Regions from separate parts of the Mus musculus genome. Here region 2 is linked to region 1. Evidence: chromatin contacts called from public HiChIP or PLAC-seq data. All regions are on one chromosome and are shown on one strand. The core of a region is the stretch at or near the end of the contact, and the rest is flanking DNA. Distances in the headings are between cores, read along the strand shown. Region 1 overlaps 0610040J01Rik (RIKEN cDNA 0610040J01 gene). Region 2 overlaps Gm52815 (a long non-coding RNA gene).

The links. HiChIP or PLAC-seq counts read pairs in DNA pulled down with a chosen protein or histone mark.
Region 2: a FOXA1 HiChIP or PLAC-seq map of pancreatic cancer cells shows a contact between it and region 1. The contact joins two enhancer-like sites. A contact is called at or near these places in 1 of 39 promoter capture datasets (the HPC-7 cell line) and 1 of 115 datasets of contacts at active chromatin or transcription factors (pancreatic cancer cells).

What each region holds. Positions count from the first base shown.
Region 1 is chr5:63,821,357-63,829,063 of GRCm38.p6, forward strand. All of the region lies in intron 1 of 0610040J01Rik (RIKEN cDNA 0610040J01 gene), which reads left to right. Among named protein-coding and RNA genes, the nearest start is that of 0610040J01Rik, 13 kb to the left of the region's middle. Within about 2 kb of position 5,840, at least 99 of the 459 cell types and tissues checked have an H3K27ac peak or open chromatin away from gene starts, as enhancers often do. A contact at or near this core is called in pancreatic cancer cells, where this site is marked.
Region 2 is chr5:64,501,920-64,508,826 of GRCm38.p6, forward strand. Gm52815 (a long non-coding RNA gene) reads left to right here. Exons shown (of 3, transcript XR_003955927.1): 3 at 1,512-3,861. Among named protein-coding and RNA genes, the nearest start is that of Gm52815, 9.7 kb to the left of the region's middle. Within about 2 kb of position 3,457, at least 309 of the 459 cell types and tissues checked have an H3K27ac peak or open chromatin away from gene starts, as enhancers often do. A contact at or near this core is called in pancreatic cancer cells, where this site is marked.

The DNA of each region.
Region 1 (7,707 bases), core at 4,590-7,089:
AGAGGCAGGAGCAGGCTTCCTGTAGAGGGGGCTGTTGAGCAAAAAGGGGAAATGAACAGGATCTCACTAGCCAAGGTGAGGTAGGAGAGAGAAGAAAGCCTGTATTCAGAAGGCCCAAGGCAGGATGTGCCCAGGAAACATCAACAGCACACTGGAAGCTTGGCCTTCCAGGACAGGTGCTACGAACTGACTTCCACCAATCCAGGCTTCCCGAGTTCTTAGCTGTTCTTGTGGTGGATGTTGAGACCTCTGGTCTTTAGGTCTGCATGGTGGGAAAGATCTCCTTTCTCCAGATTCACTGCGGTCTTGCATTCCAGAGTGGAATAAGAGTAGGAATGAACACAGACGTGCATCCTGTTCCAGGCACTCATGAAGTCGCTCCTGGGTTTTTGGTTTCTCCACTAGCAAGTTGTGTGAAAGGTTCACCAGAGGCAAATGGAACCCTCTTGATGAGAGGGTGAGCTCGCATAAGGGATTAAGCAGAAAGAGTCCTTTGAACTAGAGGCCCACTGTCACCGAGGCATTTTTCAGACATGAGTACTAAAAGCTGCCAGAAAGGTCACTCCTAAGTCACCACAGTGAAGGTGTGAGAGCAGCTGCACACTGCTGCCAACCAGGCCACACTCAGTTCACCAAAGCCAAACAACTGCTCACATCCGTTTCTAATTCATAGAATCCTTTGTGCTGGTGGGAGATAAAGCAGCGAACAGGCCGTACGAGCCACCCTTGTGTTCCAAAGCCCTGATAACATTCTTCCTAGCCGTCTCTAGAGGATGTAATTGAGTCTCCATCGAAAGTATAAGCTGCAAACACACCCAAAATCCCATGCTACCTACGCCCATGTATCTGAAAGCACATTCTGGGTGATAGAGACAGTACAGGTCAGTGAGAAACTGTCAAGGTTTGGAACTGGAGTGTCTTAAGATGTGCAGCTGTCTGGAGTATAAGAAACAAGAAGATAAGGACTTAGAGAGGAGAAAACATCTGATGATTAATGAGATCGAGGTGTTGACCCAGTGGGCAAAGTGCCTGTTCTACAAGTACAAGGACATGAGTTCAAATCCAATAACCCACATTTTGGAAAAAAAAAAAAAAAAAAAAAGTACTGTGCACTTGTAATCCCTGGGATGAGGAAGTAGAGACAGACAGGTCCCTAGGACTTACTGGTCAGCCATTCTAGCCTACTTGGTAAGTTCCAGAATGGTGAGAGATTCTCCTCAAAAAGTAGGTAGATGGCACTTGAGGAATGACACTTGGAGTTGTCCTCTGGCCTCCATACATGCACACACAAAGATGTTATTGGCTTTCTAGTTGAATTTCTAGTTGAATCGAGCTTAGAAGTGAGTGGGTCCCTGTGATGGAAAGTGAGCTTGCACAGTGTGGCTATTGGTTGGAAGTGAAAAGCCAAAGAGGGGGTATCATGGTTAAATACTAGGGCCTGCACACACAGGGGTGTCTGTTGTATTCAAAAACAATCACGGCATCAGTAAGTACCAGCTAATTAAATTCTTAGGTGCCCCGGGACACTCCGCACTGGCTAAAAGCAGACAGATGCCCCCATGATGACCTCATTGAAGAGGTCTAGGATAGAGTCTTGAATTTTAAAACTGTTGTTGACGACAAACAGTTTCATTTTAATCACATAACGATTATGCAGGAGCTTAAGAGAAAATGTCAGGAAGAATAAATTCTAAACAGATAAGAGTGGAGGTCACAGGCACACTCAAAGTCTACACGAGCCATTTCTGCACTCTGGACTGCAATTCTTACCTGCCATTTGGTAATCAGAAAACAGACTCTTCAGAACATGAGCCTGCTCTCCTACTTCTGCCATGGAACTTCTGTCCCTCTTTCCCAAAGTGACTGTGCTCTCTTCTGAACCCAGATCTCATTCGTTCTAGAATGTTCAGTCCCAGCAGGGCTTTAGAGTTCGTTTGGTTCAGTATCCCCCAAAGACAAGGAAACTGAGGCCCACTAGGGTTAACAGTTTGGCTCGCCACAGGTAAGCCCTGACTCAATTCCAGAGCCTAGGTAGGCTGCCCTCTTTTGCTGCAAGCACAATCCCCTCTCAGAATAATCCCCAGTATCTGAAATAACATGGCTTTTATTGGTCTGACAAGTAAATTAACTCATTTTCTACTCTAGAAAATGATGTGCTCAAGCTCAGACTCAGTATAATGTTTAACATGGTATAAGGTACTCATTAGACCAGCACACACACAGTTTAGTAAGATTTCAGAGCCGGGAAGTCTCTCTCTCTCTCTCTCTCTCTCTCTCTCTCTGTGTGTGTGTGTGTGTGTGTGTGTGTGTGTGTGTGTGTACACAGTAAGAATTAGCTAGGGACACTCTTCTAATTAGTTATCCTGGGGAAAGGAAAATGAAAATGGCCTTCAGGTGTACCTGTTCACCCCCAGGTAGGTACACTCCCTCTGCAGCACATATAATACCCTAAAGTCCTTAAAGGAAACTGCATTGCTGTTGAAGACACACCTTTAATTCGTTGATAATCTCAGAGATCTCCTACAACTGTAGGAGCTGGTCTTCTCTGACGTCCAGGGCCCTTTTCATAGGGTGTTTGGGGACTTACAGAAACACAGCCCAACTGGCCAGGCTGTGGTCCATAACCCTAGTTCAGAGCTCCAGCCCTCAGACTGAGGGATTTGGGCAAGTGAATGCTGCTAGGTCATCATCCACAGACTCAGAGCTCCTCCAGGAACTCAGCTAGGGTCATCTCCTTAGAGAGCAGCAGGTAGGTGGGGGAGGGTAAGGATTGGAGCAAGGCCAGGTCTGTGTTTGCTCTCGCACCTCCAGGGCCCCGTGCTTTTTATTTCCTCCTCCCCTGAAGCTAATCAGAGCACTTTTGTTTCTGCTCAGTTCCACCTGGCATCTGGCGCTCATCACATCAAGTAAATGAGCCACCATCTTTCGTCTTTCGGAAACTCTTGCACTCTCTTCGCTTTACAAATGTGCCGAGCATGTTTCCAGCGTAGTATTAATTTATTTCAAGTGAGCATTTTCCATATCCTAAACATTTCCATTATTTTTTTAATGTTGCCATCTGCTTTCGGCTTTGGACTGAATACCCACTCATGCTTATATGTGCATATGAGTTTTAGTTTAAACGCTTTCAAACCAGTGTTTTGTTTCTGCTATTGCTGATCTTGTGTGAGCTGTGGTCTGCGATGCTTTCGGAACTTAACATATAAACCCACACAATGAACCACAAAGTTGGAGGTATACAAAAACAAGGAGTATAACTGATAAGTCTTCATCTTGGGTAAATTAGTATTCTGACACATATTTCCCTCCCTCAGTTATAGGTTTGCCTTTTTTTTTAAATCGACTGTTTTTCTCACAAATGCAGAAACTCTGTTCTTCATAAGACTGAATGCTTCATGAATAACCTCTTATCCAGGCTGTGCGGTCAAGAGGAGAGTGACAGGGCAATACAACCCTTCCATTGTAGAACAGGAAGGAAGGGGCCGAACCCAATACCTCTCACAGTCAGAAAAGTTTAGATAGTAGTAAGAAATTACAAGATACTGAGATTGTTGAGCCAAAAGGAAGTAGGGGGAGAATTTGCATGCATATATATATATATATATATATATATACACACATATATATATTTACATGTACATACATATATGTGTGTATGTGTATATATATATATATATGTGTGTGTGTGTGTGTGTGTGTGTGTGTGTATCTCCCAGGCCAGGTGTCCTGTGCTTGGAAGGGGTGATGATTCTTGTTCTTAACTGTCAGCCTGTGAGCCTGTGAGGACTCCTGATATGATAACTGAATTTCTTCATAAAATGAAAAACGTGTCAGATGGGCAACAGAATACAGTTTTGGAACAGACTGCCCTAAGACTTCAAGACAGCAGCTGTCAGTAACTTGCCATTGCGTGTCAGCAGAAGCCCGTGACCTTGACTTATCCCAAGAGTAGTGATAATAGTCCCTCTCGAAGGTATAAAACCATCCGCACATTTCTAAGATCTTGCTGTGCTGTGCCTCTTTAGGAGATAAATTGCCCATGGCTAAGCATCCTTGGAAGGTTCTAATTATTGCCAAGGCTACCCCACTAGAGATTGCAGTTTCCAGAGCTGAAGGCATGAGCCAAGTGCTTGCTTCATGAAAATGGACATCTGAGATTTGACCTCCGGAACTCATGTGAAAGGTGGCACAGCAATACATGACCATAGCCCAGGACCCCATAGGCTCAAGGCCAGCCTAACACCAAGCTCCAGGGTCCATGAGAGCGTCTCCCTCACATGACAAGGTAGAAAGGGATAGAGAAGAACTCCCAACATTGACCTCTGCTTTCTGCATGTGCACACACACACACACATACACACACACAAGATATAAACAAGAAATTGAAATTTCCATGAAAGAGAATATGTCTGTGCCTTGATCCTGTGGACTTCCTTGTGTTTCTTAATATTCGAGATCAACAAACACCCAAGTGCCTTCTGTCCAATGTGTTGCTGTTGTTGTTCTTTTATAATGGTTTGAGAGTTAAGGTGGGGGGTGGTGGGGGGCAGAGGAGCCAATCACCTCGGAATGTAAAAGAAAGCAATATACTCTTGCTAGTCTCAGCTGGGACAGATCAAGAAACAGATCTTTGCCATGAAAGCACAGAGGGAGGGAAAGAGGGCACTGTACCTTTAAAATCTGGCTTCTGTTTTCATTTGTTTGCTTTGGGTGGCACATGGAAAAAAAATATTTGCCTACTGGACGATTACTAATCTTCATGTGCTTGCAAATTACTCTCTCCCCTAAAAAGGCGCAGTTAGTTCAGTGGTGCTTCGTGTTGGCTTTAAATGCTTGCAAGTAGAGAAGAGTTTGCTCCAAAATTGGCAGCATATTTTATACCTGAGAGTCGGGTCCTAGAGAAGATGCACTAGGGGCCCTTTAATAGCATGACTCTGTCAGAGCCCGTGCTGGACCTGTAGCTATAAATCGTGCTGGAGCCACCTTCGTCAAGGGCTCTCTTTATAAAGCACTTAGCAAAGTTTGAATGAACCCTAAAGAAATAAGACTTCCAACTTGCAAGGAGTTCTGGTTCACTCAACAAATATGCATTACACATTTCTTATATGTTGCATACATTAGAAGGTAGGTCAACCCTCCAGAGGACTTCCAATGCAGAATTTCGGTTTGCAAATAAAGTTTTTGAATACTAGCTCTTTACACATGTACGTGACCATTGGAGAACCAAAACTTTAGAAGATATCATTGCAATAGAGTCTACTGGGAGCCAAGAGCCACAATGTAGCCAGTTACCAGCAAGCCCTCTACCAACTGAGCTACACACCAGCCCCCAGTCCCCCAGTTCTGCAAGGGGTTTTACTGGCTGAAGTCAAAACAGAGATACAGAAATAAGGTGATTGGTGACAGCCAGGTATTACTGGGGTATGGCTTGATTAGTTGGCTTTCTCTGGTTGGATAAAACTCAAGGATGTATTACTTGCATATACTCCTAAAACTCCTTTGTCTTCTTACTGTAGGTTGTTCTGTGGGAACTGAAAGTGTAAACAAGCCCCGGGCTGTTAGCCTCCTGGTTATTTTGAGTTAACAGTACCCAACTGCAGACTTCCCATTTCCGGAGCACTAGCTACCTAGGACTTGTGCTCTGCTGACCCGGACACAGAAGTAAATGGTCTTTGTATTCCTCACTGGGCTATTCCTCATAGTCTCCCGAGACAGAGAACTTTGAGTCACCCTCAAAATGGAATGCAAATTGTGCTTCAAGGAGTGAGAGATGGAAGAGGTTATTAGAGCCCTAGGGGTCACTGTATGCCAGGAAGGAAGGGGGTGGGACTTCTCAGAGAAGCATGTTCTCAAAGCGGAGGAATGAGGAAGCTTTGAGTGGGGAAAGAGGTGGAGAGAACTGACTATAAATATTTAAATTCTGAAAAGCAGAAGAGACCGGGAACCCAGTTTCTAATAAGAGATGCCGGTGACTATCCCGGTAGCAGGCCTTCAGCCTAGTTTCTTTCACTGAAAATCAGGGTTTCTTCTCTGGTCAGTGATTGCTATGAACTGTCCTCTTGCTGGGGGCTGGGGGGGAGTGGGGAGGATTAGCATTCTCTCCTATGTCTGTCCTCTTGAGTGCTGACCTCTAGGCTTGGCGGCCACTGTTGTGTTTTATTTAAAAAAAAAAAAATGAAGAGGAAGGGGTCTGTTTGGTGGAGGCATGGTATGGTGTGGGGGAAGGGGGAGTCTCTATGGGCCTATGCTGGGGCATCCCTTCCCCATGAGGTACCAGTCACATGATGGTATAGTGCGGTATAGAGTTTATTTAGGACATGCAGGGAGGAGTTGAGGGAGGAGAGAGAGAGAAAGAGAGAGAGAGGGAGAGGGAGAGGGAGAAAGAGATCAGCTGTGAGCACGTGGAGGGGGAGGGGAATGGTGAGAGACGGGGTAACAAGCAGGAGCAAGAGCAGGAGAGCAAGAGAGCAAGGAGGGGGCAAGTAGCTCCTTTTATAGTAAATGAGGCATACCTGGTTGTTTCCAGGTAACTGTGGGGCAGAGCCTAGAGGAAATGCCAACAGCCACAACCTTCTACCCTACCCAGGTCCACAGTGTAGCCACTCCTGAGTCAGCCCTACTGCCTTCCCTCCACTCTGCCCCGTGAGGCTGACCTTGAATAAGGTTAAAAACAAAAAAGCTAAACCTCCTCTGTGTATGTTCTTACTGCATCCCCCATTCTCTGGAATAAAGCACACCAACTCTAACTCTCTCTCTCTCTCTCTCTCTCTCTCTCTCTCTCTCTCTCTCCTGAGTTTCTAAACTCTAGCAAATAATAACAAAACACAACATAGGAGTCAACTCTCAATAAACACAAGTACATCTTTTTTAAAAGGAAAATAAAATCTAGAATGACCGTAGGCTCTAACTTTGGATGCTCTGGCTGCCTCTTTACTTGTTTCTCTTTGTATAGATTTGTTTTATTCTTTGGGAACTTCCTAGTGGTTTAATCACATCCATGTCCCTCTCCCAACTCCTCCCCAGTTCCTACACTCAAGTTCGTGGTTTGTTTGTTTGTTTTAATCTTCCAAGAGAAGTTTGTATCACCCCACTCTTCTTGACTGTGTGTGTAGTAGACTTGCCTGCACCTCCACTCTTAGAGAAAACTGCCTCTTCCAGCAGCTGTTACCAGTAGCTCCACAGCCAGGCGTAATATTATATGCATAGCTTCCTTCTCCATGGTGGGATCTGAGCTCAAACAGACTCTGTGTTGTTCTTAAAAATCCAAGTTAGGAACTGAAGCTGTGACTCAGCTGTAAAGAGCATTTGCCTGTGTGAGCCCCTGGTTTGGCACTGCTGAGAAATTGTTCTTCCTAGCTCCAAACTTCTCATTCACTTTTAATACCTGGATGCCCGTTCACTCAGTTTTCCACACTGTGCACAAGAATTTTCCCTGATCATAGGTCATGGTCATACTTCAGCCAAGACTATATAAAGTTCCGTGGTACATCTCCATCACAAGTCCTAATGATGTCTCTGTGGAGTCCTTTTTTTTTTTTTGCTTCTGTCACGTGGTCTGTTTTCCTCACAGCCTCGGCCCTTCTATGAGCAGTCTCTATTTCCCAACCACCCATCATCAAATGACCCTGAGGCTTTCGTCATAGAGGCAATACATGTGTTCTGGGCACAACTATAAGTTACCACTGAGGACAAGATAAGGTGTACAAG
Region 2 (6,907 bases), core at 2,207-4,706, 680 kb after region 1:
CCCTCCAGTGGCACTCAGCTCCTGTTTTCACCTTGTGAGGAGGAGGTGCAGGCAAAGCCACACCCAGCAACACAAATGGGTCTGAAGTGTTTGTCACAGCGTCCCAGGAAAGGTGCCAGGCCATATTTAACAGAAACAAAGAGAAAAAAAAAATTAATCCAAGGCCATCACACCCAAGGCCCGGGCAGACCTTAGAGAATAGTCTCTATCTCAAAGCGTAGGTAAAGAAAACCTGAGTCCAAGTCACAAGCAGTTTCATAGAATCTAGGCATAGAGGACTGTGACTGGAGGGAGAGCTTCCCTACCTGGGATTTTATAAAGATGAAAGATTTGTTGGAACCGCAGGGCCATTCTCCATAATGAAGACCATACTGTATTTCATATACAGAGGCCACAATGAGTGATCACACTCCGGGGTCTCACACTGCCTCCCTCGTGTCACACAGATGAGGAACGGGACATGTTCCCAGACTGGTGTGGCTTGGTTTTTCATGATAGAATGGTGTGAGGACAGCATTTTTGTAGGCAGGTGGACACAGTCAAAGGTACAAAGAGGTGACAGCGATGTCAGTTGTGTTCTCTTGAGAAATAGCTTTCGAGTCAGCCATGGTGGTACATGCCTGCACACCCAGCATTTTGGAGGTAGAGGTAAAAGGACTTCCAGTTCCAATCTGGTTTGAAACATCGACTAGGAGGCAGAGGCAGGTAGGTCTCTGTGAACGCAAGGCCAGCGTGGTCTGCATAGTGAATTCCAGGACAGCAGCGCTATGAAATGAGACTTTGTCCCAAAAACAATAAGCAAAAAGTAAAGGCTAGAGTCTATTGGTCCATTTTGTGCTGCTCTAACAGAATCCTCACAGACTGGGTAATTTTCCCCCCCAAGACTGGGCTTCTCTGTAAAGCCCTGGCTGTCTAAGAACTCACCCTATAGACCAGGCTGGCCTCAAACTCAGAGATCTTCCTACCTCCCTAGCTACGGAGTGCTGGAATTAAAGGCATGAACCACCACTGTCCTCTTCAGACTGTGCAGCTTTTAAGAAGAGAGATTTTTTTTTCACTGTCTAGAGGCCAGGGACTCCTTGATAAAGGTATTTCATCAAGGGCTGCTTTTCATTCTGGGTCATTCTATGGCAAAAGGCAGAAGAGCTAGAGATTGCATGGGAACAGCCATGTGAACAAGAGGCCAGTCGTGTTTTTCTACTAAGTCTAGCACTCCTGCCCTAGTAACCCACTCCTGCAGTGCAGCACTCTCTTGTCCTAATGATCTAGTATCAAGCCCAATGCCCCCAACTAATGAATGGAGGGAAAGCTCTCAGCACATGAAATTGGGGGGGGGGGAGGGGGAGGCACACTCAAACCACAATAGTATCCTCACTTCCATGCAAGATGTTTCTATAAATTTTTGAACAATGTTTCAAGAATGTAGCTTTGTTTATAAGTAATTTTTGAACAATGTTTCAAGAATGTAGCTTTGTTCATAAGTGGTGCTTTTGTGTTTTCTTTTTACAAAGGTGAAGTTAAAATGAAGCACTTAGGGTAGATCCTAGTCCAGGGCCTTGGGAATCCAGACAAACACAAAAGGGTGAAGACACAGAAATCAGACAAGTAAGTACAAGGCAAGGAGAAAGTTCTGGAACAGATCATCACTCTCAAGCCTCAGACGTGCACAGACTCTCAGCTTTCCAGCATCTATCACCCCCAAAATGGGAAACTTCTGCCCTTGGCTGCACTTTGTTGCAACAGACCTGGCAGAAGTCCAAACAAGACAAAAAGCTGATTCTGCAGCCTACCCCTGCCTGCCAGCTGATCGGCCTTGTTCAAGCTGGAGAACCTCTGGAGAGTCCAGCTCTGTATGGGGTTCTTTCTTCCGAGCAAACCCTTAAGCTGTGGGAGGGCTGGATCTGTGTGATCTGACCTGTACCTGTCCCGGGCTTCCTTGCAGCTCCCCTGAGACAGCTTTTCCCTGTGAAGCTAGCCAGCAACTCCCATCAGTAGCAGGCAAGAATCCCAGGACTCACTCGACGAACCAGCCTCGTCTGGCTGGATTCTTGAAGAACATATGGAGTCACCCTATTCCCCTATAGCAGCTTCAACTCTCAGGTTCTCTTTCTTGTAGCCCATCTCCTGGGTCCTCGGTGGTCCCTGGGGGTCCCCGGCAAGAGGCAGGTTGTTTAGGCCAGCCAGATACCACTTAAAGAGACCCAATTCAAAACATAACCGTGTGCGACTCAACTTACGGTCAGGCTCTGAATCTACAAGAATTTCATAAACAAGTAACATTTAAAAAAATGGTTATCGATGAAGGAAAAAAAGAACCTGAAGAAATCAGATGATGTGAGGGAGGTTTAGGCAAGACCTTTCAGGTACAGTGTGTTCTAAAATTTGACTTTTGAATTGTAGAAATAAATGACCTATTAAAATAAAATTTTAATTTAAAATGTGCTCTCTACTTAAGAGGGTACCCGAGTGTGTGTGTGTGTGTGTGTGTGTGTGTGTGTGTGTGTTTTTGCATTGGAAACACACCCAGTGTAATTTGTAAAATAAATACATAATAAATAGGTTAAATGTTTATTTTGACTTATGTTTTCAAATGCCAGTTGTTTAATTTACCATGAAGGATTGCTGGCAGACCCATCATCACTGGTACCGAATACGGCATTCAGACCTTGACCTAGGCTGGCCTTCCCAGGAAACCAGCTCTGTGGCCTTGCCCTCTTCACTCTTCCCATCAATACCACAGGCTGACTTCTCCTGTTGACAGGCGCATGGTCAACACACACACACACACACACACACACACACACACACACACACACACACACAGAGGTTTCCATTGCACATGCACAGTGGGAGGTCATTGGCTAAGCGGTTTCAAAACACACAGCCTAAGTCGTGGCAAGATCCAACCTTAAGAATGCGTTTATTTGATTCCATGTCACTGTACCATATACTTGGGCTACTCTAAAGAGAGACATAGGTCCCCTTTCCCCAAGCACTTTACTTGGAGAAGTTCAGGGCCAGAAAGGCTGCTGTCTTCTTCCTCAGTCCTAGGGCAGAAACTTCCATGAAAGCTGGTGAGGTGATGTTCACCCGCATCTTTTTTAGACCCTCCCCTCCTTACCTTAAACCGCTCCCCCACCCCCCACCCCCCAAGAAGGAAAAGACAAAAGAATGCTATAACATTTTCAAGAACTAAGCAAGCACAACAGCCAGCACTGTCCTGATTGGTCCCGTCGCCCCTGTTTTCTTGTGCTATAGAGAATATCTAAGGGTTCGTCTCCTCTAAACAGACGCTTGTAAGGAAAGTTTAACACAATTTATAGAGCTGTAAAGTTCTTGGTATGGCCCTCATTGGAGTGCTTTCTCACATTCCCAGAAGTAGCCAATCTACCACGTGGCAGAGCTGCTAGAGGAAGGGAGGGAGCCAGCGGGGCCCTGAGCTGCCCGCAGGAGCAGCAGCAGCAGCAGGGCAGGGCGGCTCCCAGGAGGGCGCAGGCGTGGCGGCCCCTCCCTGCCGCGAGCCCATGCCCGCCCACTGCCACCGGCGAAAAGGAGGAGAGACCTACATTTAAAAAGGCAGGAACCTACTAGCTCCAGAGCTCCTACAATGCCGAATGAGAATTCCTATTTATGAGGTCAAACGGAGGTCAAGAATTATCCAGTCATCTCTAAAACCCCCTACTTAGGGGGTCAAGCCAGGCTGGCAACCCATGTTAGCTAAATAGAACTTGATCTCCCGAAAGCCTAAAACTGCTTTATTTTTTCTTTCTTCCTTTCTTTCTTTCACTTTTTTACTGTTTTGCCAGAGATACGGGTTGGCTTTTTTTTTTTTTTCTGTTACTTCCGGTTTGTGGCTGAACTTTCTTTGCCTTCCTTCCTTTTGGGGTGTGGGAGGGTTAAGCTGCTTCAAAATAATGTCCACTTAAATATGTTTTTAAAAATGGGAGAGAAAGAGGAGCTGGGATAGAAAGAAGAGGAAAGGAGAGGGAAAGGAGGGGGAGGCAGGAGAGGGAAAGAGGATGTTAGAAGAGACAGCACACAGTAATTTTGTTTATGTTATAACATTTAGCACACTCCTATTCATGGATGTGTTCCACAATTATGCTGTGAGATGCACAATGTCACTGTGTTCAAAGTACAGGTAAAGAAGCCGAGGCTCATCAAATCCTGGAACTGTGACCGACTCTAACCCTGAAGTCCTTGCGTTCATTTAACCCTTTAAGGAAGGGTACGGAGGTGTACATTCATCCTTTATTACAAAGCCTATGTCTGATATGGAAAAAGAAAAGCTTTATTCGGAACCTTTGGAAGAATCTTAAGACTATGATTTCGTCTTTGGTCACTCCTTTGGAATTTTTTGACGCGGGCATTAACATGGGCTAAGGTGGTCCTCGCAGCCCCACCCACGGGCGCACTTCCAGCTTCCGGCAGCAGGGGGAGCATGTGTGCAAGAGGAGGAAAGGTGCACCCGGCAGGAAGTGTCAGTGCATGGTCTGTCCTTAGCAGGTCCAGGCTAAGAATACATTCATTTTTCTCCTTCAACATTTAGAACCAGTGGCTGCAGGCTTCTCTACAGAGATTCATGCTTCCTCGTTTGTAAAGCCGGGAAAACAGTTCTGGGACTTGTAGAAAGAGGTCTCTGCTGCATCCAAGGGAGGAAAAAAAAATCTCATGAAGGAGCCAGGCTTGGCTGCTGGCTTCTGTTGAGAAAGGAGAACTCAGCAAGCAGGACAAAGGGCCACCCTGAGTGCAAGCAGCACAGGACTTCTCCCGTTGACTTCCTGAGACCACCTCAAGGCTTGGAAGCTGCGCTAGTTCTGGCTTCTCCAATGGTACAGGCTTGGGTCTCAGGCACCTGTAGGTGCTACTCACATGGCAGAGCCCGTGAATTATGGCAGAGCCCGTGAATTTCTTGGAGATTCATCAAAGAATTCACCAAGATCCATCAAGATTCTGGTCATTCACCACGTTGTATTACATAGTGAAACCCTATGCAAAAAAACCAAACCAAACAAACAAACAAATGCAAAGAAGTAATGGGGGTAGCCAGATAGAAGTGGACAAACGGCCAGGCAGTGGTAACATGCTCCTTTAATCTCAGCACTCTAAAGGCAGAGGAAGGTTGGATCTCTGTGAGTTCAAGGCCAGTCTGGTCTCCAGTGCAAGTTCCAGGATAGCCAATGCTACATAGAAAAAAAAAAACCTGTCTCAACAAAGAGTAAGAAAGGAGAAAAAGAAAGAGGAGGAGGAGGAAGAGGAGGAGGAAGAAGACAGAAATAAAGAAAAGAGAAGAGAGAAAGAAATGGATAAATGGTGGCCCCGTTAAAGTAGAGAGCAATGATATCTAGCTCTCCATCCTTCAGGCTCTTGCCCTTAAAATACAGTGATACCTGAGTAGCATATAGACACACACATTGTCACAGACGGACCTGGTGTCTTGTTTGATGGTTAATCTGCCTCATCGACTTGACTGGACTTAGAATCCCCTAAGTAGCAATGACACTCATCCCTGGATGTGTCTGCCAGGATACGTCCAAGGAGGATGGGGAGAGAAGACAGCCTGAATGTGGTGGGCTCCATCCCACAGGGCACGGGTTGAATAAAAGGGAGAAAGAGAAATGTAAAATGCCAGCATTGCCCCCCTTCTTGGCTTCCATGATGTAAGATATCCCTCCATGTTTTCCCACCATAATGGATTGAGGCCTCTGAAACCATGGGCCCAAACAAAGCCCTCTCCTTGTAAGCTGGCCTCTTAGGAATCTTGTCACAGTGATGATAAAAGAAACAGTGCACCTAGTATCAAATGATAGCTGTATCTCAGGTTAACATATCATGAAGAACTTAAATCATTTAGAATGTTTTTTATTTTCCTAGTCAAGGCACAAATTTTACCTGATGTTAATAAATATAATTCGTTTATTTAATTACCATTAGTTGAATATCTCCTTGAATAACAGTCCAGGTGCTAAAGTCAGGAGAAATTCTGGCTCCTTCATATAGTACCTGTGTACTCTGAACAAGGTTCTAAGCCTGCATGAGCCCCACGTGCATCAAATACACGATGCTGGGAAGATGGGAGGGTAATGGTACCTGATGCTCTCTAGGAAGACTCAGTAAAATAGCAGCACTCAGTGTTCACAGTATGTGCAGGAGACAAGAAACTTTACTCAGGAATTCAGCAAATAAAGAAGCCATGAAGAACATTCCAGAAGGGTCCAGCACCACCCTGTTTTCACAAGCTTGCTGGGTGATACTCACCCACACTGGAGTTTTAAAAAAAAATCAAAGTTTAAGGGCTATGGATCTTAAGTGAGACAATATTATGCTTAGTCGTGCACTTTGGAGAAGACAGATCTGAGGCTAGGTAGAAGATGAATGGCGGGAAAGACAGGAAACAGGACAATGAAGATGAAGACCTACTGAGTGCAAATGAGAGATGATGGAGGTCGAAGCATGGGCCACGGTGGTGGGAATGAACAGAGGGCAATGACCTGTGTGTCACAGAGAGGGGGATGGGACCTACCTAGGAGACACGTAAGAGGTAGAACGGACCAGATTTCCCAGCAAGGGAGAGGATGAGGACAGAGTTTGAAACACAGGGCTTTTCATACCCATGACTAAATAGTGCTGCATCTGTGTTCCTTTGGAGATGGCTTATTTGGCTCCCACTTCCCTCTTCTTTTGGGGCCACAGGAGTTGACAGCACAGATCGGCATCTGTGCAGGAGGTCTGGTCCTCTCTGGAATGCACAGGTCCACAAGGTGTGGTGCACGCACTCCTATTGGAGTCACACTGCCACCTCCTGTCACCCCCCACAGAGGTGGCTGTAATCCATTTCACCACCCTTGGTTGCTGGCACAAGGGTGGTGAGTCACTCTCCCAGAACAGCTGGTAGCTAGCACACTTT